2 separate regions of the Mus musculus genome follow, and region 2 is linked to region 1. The links are chromatin contacts, called in public HiChIP or PLAC-seq maps. All regions are on one chromosome and are shown on one strand. The core of a region is the stretch at or near the end of the contact, and the rest is flanking DNA. Distances in the headings are between cores, read along the strand shown.

Evidence for each region. HiChIP or PLAC-seq counts read pairs in DNA pulled down with a chosen protein or histone mark.
Region 2: a contact with region 1 is called in an H3K4me3 HiChIP or PLAC-seq map of embryonic stem cells, with 26 read pairs. The contact joins the enhancer-like site here to the promoter of Zc3h7b in region 1. A contact is called at or near these places in 16 of 39 promoter capture datasets (the 3T3-L1 cell line, the C10 cell line, the HPC-7 cell line and 11 more), 6 of 484 Hi-C or Micro-C datasets (CD4 T cells, bone marrow-derived macrophages, cerebellar granule neurons and 3 more), 12 of 115 datasets of contacts at active chromatin or transcription factors (bone marrow-derived macrophages, craniofacial prominence, embryonic hindbrain and 6 more) and 4 of 9 other capture datasets (adipose tissue, embryonic stem cells, liver and 1 more).

What each region holds. Positions count from the first base shown.
Region 1 is chr15:81,743,670-81,746,853 of GRCm38.p6, forward strand. Zc3h7b (zinc finger CCCH type containing 7B) reads left to right here and starts at 1,429. Exons shown (of 23, transcript NM_001081016.2): 1 at 1,429-1,677.
Region 2 is chr15:81,890,874-81,894,057 of GRCm38.p6, forward strand. The region is part of intron 2 of Aco2 (aconitase 2, mitochondrial); the gene reads left to right. Among named protein-coding and RNA genes, the nearest start is that of Aco2, 20 kb to the left of the region's middle. Within about 2 kb of position 1,503, at least 64 of the 459 cell types and tissues checked have an H3K27ac peak or open chromatin away from gene starts, as enhancers often do. A contact at or near this core is called in the HPC-7 cell line, bone marrow-derived macrophages, embryonic stem cells and 2 more, where this site is marked.

The DNA of each region.
Region 1 (3,184 bases), core at 179-2,678:
TCTATGATAAAATTCTACTTAGGCTCTTTTGAACTTTCCAAATAAGTCTGAACTTTTGGGTTTGTTTATTTATCTCTGGATTATTTAATTTTATTTTAATTTTGCTAGGCAGTGGTGGCACACGCCTTTAATCCCAGCACTTGGGAGGCAGAGGCAGGCGGATTTCTGAGTTCTAAGCCAGCCTGGTCTACAGAGTGAGTTCCAGGACACCCAGGGCTGCATAGAGAAACCCTGTCTCAGAAAATAAATAAATAAATAAATAAATAAGTTAATTAATTAAATTTATTATCATTATTTTCTTTGAGATAGTGTCTCTCTATGTAGCTGACTGCTCTGGCTAGGTAGACCAGGCCTGCCTCTGCCTTCCAAGTGCTGGTGTTGAAGGTGTGCTTCACCAAGCCTGGCCCAATTGTCCAATTTTTAGCAAGCATGGCTTAACTAGACTCCCCTACCTTCCATCTGGGAACACCACCAATATACGCTCAGGATCCTCCTCTTCCACTATACCCCAAGGTGATGTTCCAGTACCTAACCTATCTTGAAGAGATGGCTCAGCCATTAAGAGCACCTGCTGCTCTTCCAGAGGACCCATGTTACATTCCCAGCACCCACACAGTGCTCACAACCATCTGTGACTCTAGTTTCAGGAACTCCTATCCCCTCTTCTAACCTTTGCAAGGCACTAGGGACACACATGATGCCCATGCATATCTACAGCCAAAACACTGGTACACACAAAATAAAAACCCGACTTTAAAAACACTTAAGAACCCTGTTGGGTGGAGCTAACAGCAATCACATTATACCTCAAGTTTTCTGTCTGCTGACCCTGCCTTGCTCCTTGCTCTATAAATTCCCGGTTCATGCTGAATTCAGGGCTGAGCCCAGTGTCTCAGCACCACTGCAAAACCCCACTGCAATGGTCCCTAAACCCATCATGATAGCCCTACCTTGAATAAAATCAGCCAGGCTTTCTTAAACAAGTGTCACTGATTTCCCCCTGCGCCCCCCCGCCCCCAACCCGCTTTTAACTTTCTATACATGAAACCCTAGCCAAAAAGGAGATCCTGACCGAGGTCCTTATCAAAGAAAGGGCACAACATGACCAGATGCTTGGAGATGCCTTCCTTCATCAAAACACCTGGAAAGCCAAGTGTAGCTTTACGCTCGGTTTGAGGGGTGGAAAAACAAAACAGAGGTCGGTCCAGCATCCGCCCAGAAATGCAGAACTGCTAGAAGGAAATCCCAGAAAAGGAAGAGCAGTTTTAAAAGAAAATCAAGGTGAATTCCAGGCATCCCTCCACTGGGAAGGGGGGCTTGCCGACTCCCCCCTCCCCCCCAGGTGCGCAGCCCGCGCCGCCCACCCCGGGCGCGACTAAAGCGAGGAGGAGCTGCGCTCTCTAGGACCCGAGGAGGGAGAGCTGCAGGGAGACGGAGCCTCCAGCGGGTGCTGCCGCGAGCGGCCGGCCGAGGGGGCTGGAAATGAAAGTAAAGCGCTCCGGAGCCACATGGACCGAGCTGCCCGGGCGGCGGCGCCGGGAGCAGGATGCGGCCGCCCGTAATTAAATAGCATTTACTCTTATTATTACTAATAATAATAACGTAATCATACCTCTAGTCATAGCATACCATTTATCGGGCTCGGCGCAGGCCCGCGGGGAGCGCAGCCCGGCCGAGGTGAGTGCTTTGGCGCGGCGGAGCCCCGCGGGGCAGAGGCCGGGCCACCGCGTCCCCGGCGGCGCGCAAGGTTGGGGCGCGCGAGGCTGGGGCGCCCGGGCAGGGCCGGGCAGGGCCGCGCGCGGAGGAGGCGCGGGAAGCCCCGGCCAGGCCACCTGGAAAGGCGGCTTTGCAAGAATAAAGCAATAGCACCTCCATTACCACGAACTGGGTTTTTCTGGGGGGAGGAATCTGTCTGCAGATTCCCGTACCCCTGCCCCAAAGTTTCAAAGTTATTGTGTGGCCGGGCACCTGCCGCCTGGGAGATTGGGGCTGCACTGCAGCCCCCAGGGGATGCCTTGGGATTTTTCTTCCGTGGTGTGGGGCAATCTCCCTTGCGTCTGGAGGTTTGGGTGTGCGCGCGGATGTTTTGCGGATCCCACTGCAAGGAGGTGGTCCGAGGCTGGCAGTTAGGGTCCCCCTTTCCTTTTGTATTCGCTTTGAATCCGCAGTGCCTAGAGGTAGAGGGGCCGCGGCGAGGGCCGGGGACAATGGCCGGCTGATGGGTCGCCCCAGTCGGTTACCGCGGCCACGCGAGTCCGGGGATCCGGGGCCTGCGGGCCCAGCCCTGGGGGAGGGGGCGGCAGGAAAGGGGGGCGCGGTCTGGGTCTGCTGAGCAGGAGGGCATTTCCGGTCGTGGCATCCGTCACTGGGCTCAGAGGCCTCCTGGGTGGGCAGTAACCAGGCAGGGGATTCACGGGGACTGCTGGGGACTGGGATTGTGGCGATTGAGGGGCGCCCTGGCAGGGCTGGGGGCCCTGGGGAAGCAGAGTCGACCCCGCCGCCACTGCCCTCAGCGGACACAAGGTCCCTTCTGCGATCCATAACTCTTTTTCTTTCTATCTTAGAAACCCTCAGGTTCAGGTGTTTGTAAAGTTCCTGGGTTGAGGGTCCTTCGCAGAGACAAAGCCTCCCTCCCCCCCACACCGCAGGAGTGGGAACGTGTAGAAAGAGTTCATTCTTGACAGAATAGGGTGGCCGGGGTGCCAACAGTGCCTTGATGGAGAAGACTGGGGGCTGGAGGGGCTGAAGGGGCTGGGGCTTCAAGTGGGGGAACTGGGGAACAGCTGCAAAGTGATGGGGGATTGCGGGTTTTTTTGTCGTCCCCCCCCCCCCCGGTTGTTAGCCAGGACTTAGGTGCATGGACACAAGAATCAGAACCCCCAACTTCTTTCCATTTTCCGGAGTGCCTGCAGTTCATCCAGTTTGATGGAAATAACAGAATGCAGATCCTTGAATTTTTACACAAATGCGATAATTATAGTACATTTAGCAGCTATGTTGGACATGAAATTCCGGCAGAATCTTTCCCTCTACTACCAAGACTTCCCCCACCGCAGATACAACCATATCCTCCCTGATGTCTTTCGTACTTCTTTTTCCCATCGAAGTCTGCTGCAAGCTAGCCGCGATGCTAGGCCCCAACCTGGGTGAAGCAGGTTCTAGAAGGGGTTTGTGTGTGTGTGTG
Region 2 (3,184 bases), core at 253-2,752, 150 kb after region 1:
ACGTCAAGACATTTCTTAGTTATCTTTACTAGAAACAGAGTGAGGGTTGTTACTACGTAGTGGGTAGGAACTAACAACACCACTAAACAGCCACAGGACAGCCTTATAGCAGAGTCACCTGGCCCACGTGTAGGTAGTGCCAGGGCTAAAAAACCATGACATAGAGAAAAAGTAGAGGTAAGGCTCTTCTAAGAAGTTTTTTATTCTAAAGAATGTGTTTTCTTGTTTGAGAATTTCAAACATGCATGTCATGTGTCTTGATCAAACATGAGCTTACAACGGCTGTAACTGCACCCATAAGACCTAAGGAAGATCAAGCTAGTCTAAGAGCTTTAAAGAAGGCAGAGCACGGCTAGGGGACTCTTCCTCCTCTCAGAGCCTTTGACAGTAGAGCCAGACTCCATTTCCAGGAACAGAACACCACCCAGAAGAACAGAGGGACAGATAAATATAGATAGAGATCCGAAGTCACTCTCTATCAGAAGACGTACTGGTAAGCTGCCCTAGTTTTGCTCACTGTCAGCTGTACATCATATACTGTATTAGAGTGTGTTCATCTCAGGCCACACTGAGGTCACCTATTGTGGAGGTGAGCGCCTTTACTTGCTGAGCCTTCTAAGCAGCCCAGTGTCGGGCTGGTCTTTGTTTAAAGAGCATTTCAGGCATTTCTTTCAAGGTTTTAGTGCTATTTTTCAGCTCTCTTGAGCCCAGAAAGAGAGGTTATATTCTATACAGTGAGTCACTGCCACCCACCTGCCTGGGATATGCTGCTGCAAAGGGCCAGCCTTGCTGCTTTTACTGGCTTCTCTAATGAAGCAGACCTAGAGATTCTTAGAACTACCAGTTGAGCTGAACAGCTAGGACTTTTTTTTTTTTTTTTTTTTTGGTTTTTGGTTTTTCGAGACAGGGTTTTTCTGTGTAGCCCTGGCTGTCCTGGAACTCACTTTGTAGACCAGACTGGGCTCGAACTCAGAAATCCGCCTGCCTCTGCCTCCCGAGTGCTGGGATCAAAGGTGTGTGCCACCACCGCCCGGCCATCTAGGACTTTAGAGAAGAGCTCTTAGTTCAAGGGCTTAGGAGACTGAGATTAGTAGATGGGCCCAGGCAGGCAGAGGAGAAGGAAGGGTCCACGTTTCCTGCTGAGTCATGCTGGGTCAGCAGTAGAGTCAGCATGAGAGCACAGACAGCACACCCTGTTGGATCCTTGCATCTAGTTTTGTACCTCAGCTTTGGGACCTGGGAGAACTCACTTTCCTCCCAGAGCCTCAGTTTCCTCATCTGCACTGTGAGTATAAATGAGTTCTATGCATGAAGTGCTTATGAAAGCCTAAGAGTAGGGACTGGAGAGATGACTCAGTGTTCTCTTCTAGAGAGACCCAAGTTCAATTCCTGGCACCATCCACTATGACTCTGATTCCAGGGGATCGCCAGTCCTCTGGCCTCTACAGATACCTATTTGCACATGTCCACACACACATAAACAATCCCAGGATTTAGGGCTCTAGTCACATAACACTGACCTTTGGTCACAGACTGGAGAGCATGGTAGGCTGGGAATGGGCTGGGTTATTACCAGAGGGCAGGGAAGGGCTTTGGGGTGTGGGTTTCGGGATGTTTGTGTGTGTGGTAATGAGGACCAAGTAAAGGTCCTAGCACCTCCTGCTCTGCATCTGAGCTACTTCCAGTTCCAAAACATATGCCCTGTACAGGGCTTATCAGTCTAATTATACCTCAGTAAAGCGGCCTCTCAGGATGCCTTTGCTTGTTTGAGGAGGGAAAGTCTTGCTCTGTAGCCCTGACCAGCCTTAACTGTTCGGCTCATCTTACACTGTGTCAGTCCTGTCACCTCAGCCTCCTGAATGCTGAGAGCACAGAGCTACTGTGTCCTATCTTAATAAAGCTGTTTGAAAATAAGAGAACGATGTCAAGCTGGTGGCAGGTATCTACAAATTCTAGTGTACCTGTAATTCTAACACTCATGAAGTCAAGATAGTTGGTTCTTGAGCTTGCAGCCAATCTGGGCTATAAAGTAAATTCCTAGTCCTGCCCCCCTGCCCTCTACCCCCGACCCAAAAAACAAAACAAAACAAAACAAAAAACAGGACAAAGGGTCTAGAGAGAGTTAAGTACTTACTGCTGATCTTCTAGAGATCCCAAGTTTGGTTCCCAGAACTCACATAGCAGCTCACAATCACTTGTAACTTCAGTTTAAGAAGATCCAATTTGGGTGGTGGAGCACGCCTTTAATCCCAGCACTTGGGAGGCAGAGGCAGGCAGATTTCTGAGTTCGAGGCCAGCTTGGTCCACAGAGTGAGTTCCAGGACAGACAGAGCTATACAGAGAAACCCTGTCTTGAAAATCAAAGAAGAAGGAGGAGGAGAAGGAAGAAGAAGAAGAAGAGGAAGAGGAGGAGGAGGAGGAGAAGATCCAATATCACTTCCTCTTCTGGCCTCTTTGGGTTCTACATGCACACATGATGCACACATACGCACAAAAACACACATGCCCATAAAATAAAAATAATTTTTAAATTAAACAGCAACACATTCACACACACAAATAGCCAGGTATAGTATGTAGGCATGTAATGCCAGCATTAGGAATGCTGAGGTAGAAGACTGAGGTATGAGAATCATAAGTTGGGGGCTAGCCTAAGCTATAGAGAGCATTCTCTATCTTGAAAACAAAACAAAGCGCCTGGCAACAGTAGCACATGCCTTTGCTCCCAGCACTCAGGAGCCTGAGACAGGAAGACTGTCATGAGTCTGAAGCCAAGTCTTTTTTTTTTTTTTTTTCTTTTTTTTTAAAGATTTATTTATTATTATACATAAGTACACTTTAGCTATCTTCAGACACACCAGAAGAGGGTATCAGATCTCTTTACAGGTGGTTGTGAGCCACCATGTGGTTGCTGGGATTTGAACTCAAGACCTTCAGAAGAACAGTCAGTGCTCTTACCTGCTGAGCCATCTTGCCAGCTCTCTGAGCCAAGTCTTAAAACCAAGGAAATGCTGTTAGTGTGAGCTTTTGTCTTTAGTCTGTCCTGTACTTTAAGGCAGGTAGAAGCCAGTTTGTTAATTTGGTGCCTTAGTGATAAGGTCAGATATAAACTCTGAGCTGCTGACTCTGTGTTTTAGAGTGAAAGAGCTTGGCCTTTGGCTGTAGTGAACTCTGGTGCTTCCTA